Linked DNA regions of Lactuca sativa: region 1 is linked to region 2. A link is a contact called in public Hi-C data. All regions are on one chromosome and are shown on one strand. Each heading gives the region's core, a stretch centred on a gene start, on an enhancer-like site or on the middle of the called end of the contact. The rest is flanking DNA. Distances are from core to core; before and after follow the strand shown.

The links. A called contact is a pair of places that touch in the nucleus more often than the background predicts.
Region 1: a contact with region 2 is called in a Hi-C map of leaf, with 8 times the contacts expected there. The contact joins the promoter of LOC111898840 here to the promoter of LOC111898837 in region 2. A contact is called at or near these places in 2 of 4 Hi-C or Micro-C datasets (both in leaf).

What each region holds. Positions count from the first base shown.
Region 1 is chr6:187,315,463-187,321,604 of Lsat_Salinas_v11, reverse strand. LOC111898840 (universal stress protein PHOS34) reads right to left here and starts at 2,759. Exons shown (of 4, transcript XM_023894716.3): 1 at 2,412-2,759; 2 at 2,044-2,147; 3 at 1,425-1,543; 4 at 938-1,249. The coding sequence starts at 2,598. The coding sequence ends at 1,171. It overlaps LOC111898838, which reads left to right. Exons shown (of 1, transcript XM_023894715.2): 1 at 1-835. The coding sequence ends at 719.
Region 2 is chr6:187,186,697-187,192,348 of Lsat_Salinas_v11, reverse strand. It overlaps LOC111898837 (AT-hook motif nuclear-localized protein 17), which reads right to left and starts at 1,767. Exons shown (of 2, transcript XM_023894714.3): 1 at 1,136-1,767; 2 at 534-1,067. The coding sequence starts at 1,610. The coding sequence ends at 691.

The DNA of each region.
Region 1 (6,142 bases), core at 1,510-4,009, 130 kb before region 2:
TGGACAACCACAAGGCAAAGGCTTCTGAATCATTTCAGAAGCCCTCAAACTACGAAATTATTTACCATAGACAATTTCCTGTCGCGATCATAGCCATGAAGAAAATTAGACTGATTCACGATAAGAATGGTGCTAGCAATACAATTCCACACAGACGACTCATGTTCGCTCAAAAGAAAGCAGAAGCTCTAAAGAATCTTGAAAACGTCCTTCTAGAACCTCCACGAACGGTGTCAGGGAAATCCAACATGTACTCAAAGAAGACACGTTATCTCCCGGACTTGATGCATGATTCTCTTGAAGACTACCCACGAAGAGTGTTCATAGATATTAATGGAGATGGAGGATGGTTCACGAAAAACTACCCTACAAGGAACATGAACTTTGAGATCTATCAAATCGAAACAACAGTACCTGAAATTACTGATACTGATACTAATACCGATGATGAGGCCATGGGCGAGTTGGTGGAGATTGAGATAACAGATTGGTTGAGGGAAAATGTGAGGAACGATGAGTATGTAGTGATGAAAGCAGAGGCGGATGTTGTTGAACAATTGGTGAATAATAAAGCAATAGAGTTGGTAGATGAGTTGTTTTTGGAATGTAAGTATAATTGTGTGAAATGTAAGAAGTGTAAGAGACCATATTGGAAGTGTTTGGCTTTGTATGGTTTGTTGAAAGATGTAGGTGTTGCAGTTCATCAATGGTGGGGATGATTTAAAAGTGAAGGAAGATGGTGAGATTTGTTTTGATTTGAAATTATGGTTTTTGTTATATAAATCTTCAAGCAGTGTTCAATGTGAAGTGTTCAATGTGATGATAACTTGGGAGTTTTTTGTTTGGTTATGGATGTGTAATTAATATAGTAGTTAGAAGAGAAAACTAGTTTGTGGTTTGGTTTGATGATATTCTGTTAATTATTTTTAACACCGGATTACATAAAATGTTTGTTTGTTTATATAAAAATATAAAATACAGATTTGTACAACTCGAGAATCATAGCTTAAACAATAATGTACAATAGATAAAACATATAACAAAGAACAGTGTACTCACCAAATTTTGGCACCCGATACTATAGCTTTTGCCAAAAATGGAAGATTATTAGAAGAGCATTGACTTGTGTTGACCAGGATCCTTCAATGAAGCTGAACAAAAGCAGACATTTCAAGTAGTGCCTTTAACTATCATTACAGGGCATGACACATGGTTGGAGCAGTAGTTGCTTACACTTCCCAAAAACATCCTGCATATACATATACAGGAATGAATATGATGAGCTACATTTAATGAAATGCCCAAAGTGCCCCTCAAGATCAAGGAACCTTGTCAATGTCACTAATACTTTGTTGTAATGGGGAAAAAACTAACTCAAAAGCTTATATGAACATGGCTGAAGGTATGAATATAAATAACGTTACCTCTTGATAGGACCAAAAGAGCGGCATCCCATTACAAGCAAATCAACATGCAACTCCTCAACGGCTTCACATATTTTTTCCTTAGGATCCCCAATCACTATATGTGTCTTCACTTCCATCTGGTAGATAATATCAAATATAGATATGTATAAGTATATTAGAATTATAATTTATACCCCATACTCCATAAAGAACAAGTAGTTTATGTGCACCACAAAAACAAATCATCTCTCACTCTCTCCCTAATTTGGGAACTTTTCTCATCACTGATGTAAGAAAAATTAGCTACCTAACAGAAGCTTACTTACTACACAGTTAAGATATCAATCATATCATATGTGAGCAAATTGGCTACTTAGCATCCTGCAAATTAGCATAACATTAACCTATAATAACATCTAGCGCCTAAACTAATAGATTAGATATGCAGTTAATGAAGATCTTGAAAGAACAGCAGTTTCAGATATCAATAATGAAGAACTTAGAAGAAAGTTATTACTCCTTGTTCAGAAACATGCCAAAGTGAATCACTTGTAAAGAATCTTAATGTTTGTAGATAATTCCCAAGCATACGCACACACACCCAAAAAAAAATACGACTAAGACTGAGAAATCTAACATTCTTATCGGTGCAAATCTTCATAGCATGATTTATGATAGCATCGGTAATCCGCCGCTGGTGCGCCTCAATAGCTTCAGTAAACGCCGGCACCTCCACACTACCTGAATTTTAAAATCACTGTTAATTTCTAACATCGATTATAAAAGATCTCGATCTTACAAAAAGATCAATCGTGTAGAGTAAAATCAAGCAAGCAAAAAAATTAACAAAAATGAAAGTAAGGATAGCACCGGCAGTAAAGCTTCATCGTCTACAGTAAAATCAAGCAAGCAGATAATAAAAAAAAAAGGAATTAAGACGGCATCTGCGTAACAAAACTCAGCCGTGCAGAGTAAAATCTCGATCTAGCAGTTTAGACACTTAACTAGGGCCACCGAAGGGGATAGCACCGGGATTGAGACCGACGGCGATTGATGGCGGTGATTGAACATGAATAATTACTATAGATCCCTCGGGACGAAGCTTGACGTTATCGATTGCCCAATTTAAAGCGTTCATGCTCTCTTCGCTGCCATCGACGGCCACCAGCACACATCCTAGGTTCTCAGGCATGGTTTTCACTCACTCTATCACTTCCACGTGCTACCCTCAAGAGTAGAGCTACAGATATTCGAGCAAGGTCGGTGATTAATGGCGGATGACGTGAGTGAGTGGGATCATGAATAAACTGTCGGGATGATTCTGTTTTACAACTTTTCTCTCAGTAACTTATTAGTCAGCCAGTCAAACTCATTTCATGGTTTCATCTAAAAAACCAAACGTCACCCAATCAATCATTGTGCACCAAGGAAAAATTCGTGTCTACTTTGTTTGGTTAATAGACAATTTTTTTTCACGTTAAAACATGTCTATATATAGCTTAATGGGATAGAAAACTATTTAAGGGTAATTTGCATAAAAAATGTTTTTCCAGACATGTATTTCCCATAAGCCTCAAAATAATATATTTCTAATTGAATAGGTCGGAAAGACAATTGTTTTTAAAACCTCACATCTTTCCTTTTTTCTTTTTTTCGACACTCTTCATCAGACATCATCGCCTCCTCACCAAGCTTCCTACTTCGTCGTCAGCCAACCACCCCCATCGGAGTGCCGCTATAGCCACCAGCTCCGCCCCACACCGCCCCACAGGTAACCATCTCATCTCTTATTATTATTATTATTATTATTATTATTTTTCTGATTTGTTTCTCCTTATTGAAAAGTACCAAACGTGAACCTTTATCTGTTTCATCTTATTTTCTTTCTTTTTCATTTTGGAGCATAAAATTTAGGAAGACCATTTCATATATAAAGTTTCAATCTAAAATTCTGATTTTAACAGACATTTTGTATAATTTTGATTTGGTATGACAATTCGTATTTGAATTTTTTTAATGATTATTATGTAATTTTGATTTTATATGACAATTTATATGTTTTATAACTGTTCAACAACTTCATCCATCATAATATATAACAATATGATAATATGGTCATTTTTCAACATTTAATACAGTGTCAGATGTACAGTCAAACAACATGATTTTTTTTAGTCAGTAAACTTTCTCATATACTACTTTCCTAGACTACAACTATCAAACAGACCCTTAGATTGTGGATGTGGGCAACATGTTAACGTTAGATATCGAGACTTATCATTAGATTTGGAATTTTAAAGATTGAAAAGTTGTTTGGGCGGGCCAATTTCTTTTCTAGGGCTTTTTTGTGTTTTTCAGTTGGGCTTGGCCTTTTACATGTTTAGGACAAATCTTGTCGTTTATATACTTATGAACTGTCGTATTTGTAACATTGTAGCAGAAAAACATGTGTAGAATAAAATTTTTCTCTCTCTCTGGTTCGACAGTGGATGTAGCCTATGACAAGATAATGTGAACCACTTAAATTGTAACATCTGATTATCAGGTATATCCACAATTCAGTCGTACATTGGACGTAAGAAGGGAGTATGTGCAGCGTACTCGTGAGAAGTCCAGATTGGGGAGTCCATGCTAGTACGCTAGGCGTACATGTGGTACACCGGGCATACTAGCCTAGTCACTAAACCCTTATTTTAAGGGTTGCTCCCTATTTAAACAACCTTATATCCCCTTTGGACTATCCTTATCATCCATCATTCCCTCCTCAAATCCTAATTTCGAGTCTAAGTTGTTTGTGTGAGTTTTGGGAGCTTATTAAGTGATTTTGGTGCATATTGTTGAAGAAAGAGGCTAGAGAAGAATGAGTTGTTGCTTCCAAGCTTATAGATCCAAAACTTTTCCTCATTGTGCATATTTTTCAGGTATACAGTTTGTACCTTGATAAGTCCCCTTGTTGATCTCCATGGATGAGTTTTATGAGCTTCTTGTCCCCAAGTTTGGACCTTTATGAGTTTGGAGAACTACAGAGAATATTAGTTATCCTTTCATGTATTTTAGGACTTGTAAATTCATAAAAATGGTTGCTTGATCATTCCCTATGGCCCATTCATGAGTAAAGTAACATAGAGTGTGATGGAAGCTAAAGTTTGTTGTATTGGGTCCTTCCTAGCCATGCAAAGTCTTAAAGTCGACGACTTTATGGATTAAGACACCCTATGATGGTCAGATATGAGGTTGGGTTAGAAGTATTAGTGGATTAAGACACAAAAGTTGGTAAAAGTTGAATCAGACGGAGTACGCCGGGTGTACTCCTAGCTACGCCCCGTGTAGCCAGTTCCGTCCCCGATTGGTTGTTGACCGCATAGTATGCCCCGCGTAAGGAAGAGTACACCCAGCGTACGCGCTAGGCAGTTGACTTCCATTGACTTTTGACTTTTGGTCAAGATTTAGGGTTTTGGACCATGAGAAGGGCAAAATGGTCTTTTTTTACCCCTAAAGGACTTAGTTGTGGGATTTGGTCTCATGAATTGAGTTTTGGACCTTAATTATTAAGTAGAGTTAATTATTTCGTTGACTAGGTGGAGTCTAGTTCTGGCAGTTCGGGTGTGAGATTTACTTGTCGTCAGTATCAAGCGAGTCTCCTCACTTATTCTTACCTGTGTGGTAGAATAATTGTATGTGTGATGACCAGCTGGGTCTAAAATATTATTTTGTATTATATTGTTTATGTGTGACTAAGACTGTAGATAGTCTCCAGGGTTGCTGATAACCCATAGGACATGTTGTTGCCCATTGGGACTACTGATAGTCCCTAGGGTTGCTGATAACCAATAAGTGTTTATTTATGTTGTGTTGTATGTGGTATCTTGGGAAACTCACTAAGCTTCGTGCTTACAGTTGTTGATTTATATGTTTTAGGTACTTATGAGGATCACGGGAAGGTGAAGGTCTGATTGTACACACTCGTTGGGAGATTTGTTACTGGGACAGTTTGAGAACTCTGATATTTTGTGATAATGGTTGTTTTGGATAATTATGTGTTTGATAACTTGGTTTGTGAAACTTTATTTTTGGTAAATTAAAAATGAAAATTTTGGTTTAAAATTTGAGTTGTTACAATTTGGAATCAGAGCTTGGTTTAAGGGATATGGATGAATCTCAAGGTGATTCCAAACTCAAACTAAGGATCTGATTTTTTTTATAAAAACTTAACAGAGAAATGAAGATTTTTACAGGAGAAAAACCCAGTGAAGTTGTGTGTACAATTAACCAGAGCTCGAGCGGTAGTTTCCCAAAATACCCCAATTCATAATATGAGTAGTGTAGAGCTGATATTTTATGAGCTGGTAGAATTACTAAACAACCCTCAACCTTCAAAATACTTTACAAACTAATACATAAATTACATTTTAACCTCAAAACTCTTAATTATAACTTTTAACCCCCAAACTATCTCCTTGCTACACTATTATGCATTTATAGCTATTAATCATTTATTAATTTGTCTATTTATTTATTAAATAAACGGGGTGTTATAGATAGACTGCAATTAACACATATACAAATAACAACATGTACTTGGTCCACAACTTTACAGAATGGATTACCCCTGGCCCACAGTGTGAGTTGGATTGCCTTCCGGGCCCACAACTCACATCTGGATTGCCTCCGAGCCCATAATAAGAGTCTGGTATGCCCTACCCGACCCTCAGCTCGTATCTGGAATGCTCCTGAGC
Region 2 (5,652 bases), core at 518-3,017:
TGTTTAAGTCAGAAGTGTTTTAAAAAACAAACTGCTAAAGACAAAGTGTTACGCGTGTGTTGCGCGACACAACCAAAAATGGTCAAAAGTGAGTTTTCTTAAAACAAAAACCCCTTAGACTATGGTGAACTCAATTACGAAAGCAGACCAAACCGAAAAAAAAAAAAAAAAAAAAAAAAAAAAAAAAAAAAAAAAACAAACGCGAATCAAATTTGATAGATATGGAGAAACCGAAAATGGAAACAAATTACTCATCGGTTTTGTTTTATGGTTTGGTTACAACTCCTAGTTGGTAGGGTCCATTTGGTCACTCCTAGTTGGGTGGTCCAAAATCGAAAAAACAAGAACTAATTAATGGTTTTGAAGGAATCAAAAACCTAATCGAATTATATATTCGAATCAAATTATATATTCGGTTCCTAATTGGTTCCGATTCCAGTATATTTCCGGGGATATTTTGGTTGCACTTAGCTTAAATGACAAATTAGATTCTTGTTACCAAGTATATATAATGCCTCTTCTAAAAACACCTATTAGTAAAAAAAAAGTAATATTAATCAAATTATCAACAAAAGTAGAAATATATATTTTCTACATTTAGGGGGGTGGGAACCTAAAGAGTAAACATGAAGGAATTAATGGTCACGAAGACCCCCTAACGACCTCCGGCCAGAGATCGAGGCAAATTCTTTAAAAAAGTGGGGAGTGGCGCGAGGCTTGCCGTGGTGTAGGTGTCCAAATGCCGTCAGATGGCAGGTGGCAGCCATACATCGATAATGAATCCGCCGCCGATGACCGTTCCGCCGCATGATGCCTTCCACTATCTCCTCCACCCGAACCTGGAGATTGCTCTCTTGCTGCAGAAGCAGACCCACCGCCAGAACTTCGAACATGATCGTCTTCTTCCATCGGCAACCGGTGGTAGAGTGGGCTGTTGAACGACGCTGCTATTATGTAAACTGTTCCGGCGGCTATAAGCGGTCCACTGACGTTTCCACCAATCGTCTGCCCTTGTGGACCGGCTAATGATACGGCAAATCTAGTAGCGGGAAGCCGAGACAGAAAGTCTACGAATAATCAACTACAAATTAGAATGTAAAACAATTGTTTTCCAAAATTTTAGGGGTGATCGAACCTGTTATTCCTTCGCTCCCTCCGAAGCTGCTGGTAGTGACAGGTGACGGAAGTATGGTGGCGGAGATCGATAGCAAATCGAAACGGCCGTGAAAGGTTATGGCGGTGGTGGTGGAGGCGGGTTGTTGGAATGAGACGTTGGAAACGGTTCCCGAACCGGATAACACGCAAAGACCGGTTGTCCGATGATTGCATAATCCTGTGATGGCCGCAACGATATCCGATCCATCGGAAACCTCCAATACGTATGGCGACATAGCGGTGTCGGGTTCTCGAGTAACGAAAACAGGTGGTCTTGGTTTGTTTTTGGACCCGGGTGGACGACCTCTAGGGCGCCGGACCACCTCAATGGATGCATCATCATTGGTGGTGTTGGATTCTTTCTTGCTGTCAGCTTCCTCGGAGGTAGAGACGAGGTGGTGGGTGACGGCGAAGTGAGGCGGTGGTGGTGGTTGATGGCGGAGGTCGGAAAACATGGTGTGTTTTGATCTTAATCGCAAAATTCTAAAAGATCCTTGTTCTTGAAAAATTGGCTTGTTTTTCAAGAAGATTTTGGAGTTATAGATAAGGGAGGAAACATAAAGATTTTGATGATGGGGTTTTGGAGTTATCTTCACAAAAGAAAGAAATCGCTCTATTTTTATTTTATTTTTTATAAAAAAAATTATCGCGGTTTTCTTTTATATGAGCAACAATATGAGTTTATTTTATTTTATTTTATTTATTTATTTTTTTCAAGTAGTAATGAATGTGTTTCATTCTAGTTAGATAATAATCATTTAAGTAATAAAAATAGATGCATTTTTTCTTAAATTTAATTTATTTGGTATTAAAGTTTTGATATATATATATATATATATATATATATATATATATATATATATATATATATATATATATATATATATATATATATATATATATATATATATATATATATATATATTGTCCATTAGCATAGCCTAGCCAGCTCTGGTGCACCAGCCTCGCCTGACGCTCCCTTGCCAGCCTTGCTGGAGACTCTCTTGCTGGCCCAGCCTGACGCTCCTTTGCCTGCCTTACTGGGAGTCTCCTGCTGGCCCGACCTGACGCTCATTTGTCAACCCTGCTGGGGGCTCTCCTGCTGGCCCGACTTGACACTCCCTTTGACCTAATTGCCCCTGTATAATGAACACTATCTCCTCCATTAAGGGGGATCCTTCTCCGGCGGCTTATCCGCCGTCATAGACTCCGGCCGGGTGGCTCAGCTCTCACCCTTCGCCGTCAGCCACCATACACCACCAGCACCAAGATGGTCCTCTCTAGCTAAAGATAACCATCTCAGATCTACCAGATGATTTAAATTGATCGTTGGAGCCCGCTCCCGGGGCACAGTCCCTGAGGCGGCTCTAACGGTCTTGTCTGTTGTGACTTCGCATATCTGTCTCCGGCGTAGAAGCACATCCTCCAGATAGTCGGAGCCGATGTCGCATCATATATATATATATATATATATATATATATATATATATATATATATATATATATATATATGTTAGTTAAGCTAGTTTTTTGTTCTTTTAAAAAAATTGACTGAGATAACTTATTGATATGTTTATAATATTTTTTCAAAAGTTTTTCAAATCTATATTTATAAGTTAGTTTTTAATTTTATTTAAAACATTCTAATAACATATAATATTATCATTATAATGACTATCATGGCAACAAAAATACTTTCTAGGGGTTGCTAGGTGAATTGTGTTGAATGTTAATTAAAATGTTTCAACTTATTAATGATTAGAAATTTATATGATTGTTTAATCGTTTAGAGATACTTCTAAGGTTTTTGATTTAAGGCTGAACAAAATTCATTAAATTTAACCGATTCAGAGATGACATACACATAGTTTCATTAAAAGACCTCCAAGCAACCTCCAAGTATGATTAAATTTGTGTGTAAAATGTTAATAAAACAAAATTTTACAATATACAAATAATTATTTAAAGTGTAGATCAGTTTTTGTTATATTATTTTTAGAGTTTTTGTATTTTATTTTTAGCGTGATATAGGTTAATTTTGATTATATTAAAGATTGTTTTTATGTTATTTTATATTTGACATATAACATAAATTTTACCAAATACGATTACTTCAGTTAGGTTTTAAATTCAATTAGCTTTTTAGCTAAAAGCTAATTCTTTTTAGCTATTCTATGAAATAGAATGTTAAAAGGCAATATTATAAAATACATAAACATAAAACATAAAACATATCCATTATTTAAGAAAAACAAAATATTCTTAGAATAAGAATTTATTTCAAAATATATTGTTGATGTATAAAAAGAAATACAAAATATTTCATGATTTAAAATCTTTGATTTTTTTTGGAAACCGCAAACAATTTAAGTGGAATGTCATTCACAATATTTCAACAAGCGCCCCGGGTTCGAATATATTTACGGGGCAAACCCAACTCCCACAGAGATTTTCAAAGAAAATTTTATCCTATGTGACACTATAAAAGGTAGTTTAAGGGAATAGAACTCTCAACCTTATGTCGTACGTAGATATAAAACCCGGTGCATCAACCCAAATAAACTGGACATCACTTGCTAAAATCTTTGAATTAATATACAGAAAACTCCAAAAACAAACTACGCATTTATTTGTTTTCGCCAACCAAAGAAAAGTCAAAAGAAGAATTGGTTTGTCAAATTTGGTAGAAATTATAGATTGAAACTTCTAGGTGTTAGGTGTACCAGTGTCACATTTTGTATGCGTGGCACTAACCATCGTAAATTTAATTGGTTAAAATTTATATATTATATAACAAAAACATTAGAAATATATTTACTTGAGTTAAAAATCATTTTTATAAGTTAAATTACATCTTTTATCCCGTTTCCACAAATATATGTAAATAAAAGAAATTAATGAGTTTTAATTTTGGAAATTTTGAAATTTTAAGGTAAGTTTATTAATGAAATATATATATATATATATATATATATATATATATATATATATATATATATATATATATATATATTACTATATTTGTTACAATTATTATATTAAAATATTTAATAAAATAGAAAAAATCATAATATGACATGTGGAAAAAAATAATAATTAAAAATAATGACAAAATGACATGTGGCAAATTGAATGAGAGTGTGACAAGTGACAAAAAAAAACCCCTTTATTTATTAGAGAAGATTCATCATAGGATCTTTTAATACATATCAAATTGGAGGATATATATATATATATATATATATATATATATATATATATATATATATATACATTTATTATATTAAAATATTATGGGAAATTTAATAAAATAGAAAAACTCATAAAATGACATGTGGAAAAAAAATAATAATTCAAAATAACGACAAAATGACATGTGACAAATTGAATGAGAGTGTGACAAGTAACAAAAAACTCTTCATTTATTAGAGAAGATTCATCATAGGATCTTTTAATACATATTAAATTGGAGCAGGGGTGGAGGGTTGGATATAATAACCATAGGTTTCGATAAACCCTAATAACCATATCTTATAACTATAAGATAAATAGAGTGTAGTGTTTGATAAATATTTTTATTATATAAATAGATAAGCTTACGAACTTGGAGGAATAAGTTAGAATGTAATCATGCAAGTGAATTTACAAGGGTTGAATAAGCATCACATCGCATATATCCACAAATATTCGAGAACATTCGACTTCCCGAGTGAAGTTCTCAAGCGGTGAGTATTAACATAAAAGGGTCCACGAATTCACGTTAATTTTTGTGGATTTCAACGGGACAAAATTGAACATGAAAATGATTATACATATCTGTGTGAGAATTTTACGGACATGTCAATCTACATAAGTTAATAAAGATCTCGCATTTTAAGCATTGAAGTCAATAAATTGTTATGTTTTCACCAACCTACTTCAATTGTAACTTGTAAATCAATACAAACCATGGACGTTTGTGTGTTATGTGTATTAGGTTGTGTGTGCATGCCTATTTAAAAACAATATACTAATGATTTGGTTTTATATTATACGGTTATTGTCACTATAGCCCAACGAACTTATCAGTTTTAGTTTAAATGGTACTTCGTGATACTTTTTTAAATTATAAGGGAACGAATTCATGTTTTAAGGTTTTAAAATACCATTATGAAAAATATGAAGGGGTCACTCGGTGAACCCCTTCCTACTCAACATGTAACATCCCGATGTTGAGGTATTTTTCAATTTTAACCCTATGTATGAATAAATATTACATTTTAGTCCATGAGTATAAGAAAGAGTGCAAAATGACACATTGTTGCATTTTGGAGATTTTGGGCTAAGGGAAATATGTTGGGTGTATGTTGTGTACGCTGAGCACACTAGGGCAGACCCTAGTTCGTTGGGCATACACCGCGTACGCATGGCATACGTGGACAAAGTTCAACCCTTAATTTTTAGGGTTTGGTCCATATATAAGCCTCATTATAGCCTCATTTATCATTCCCTCATTAG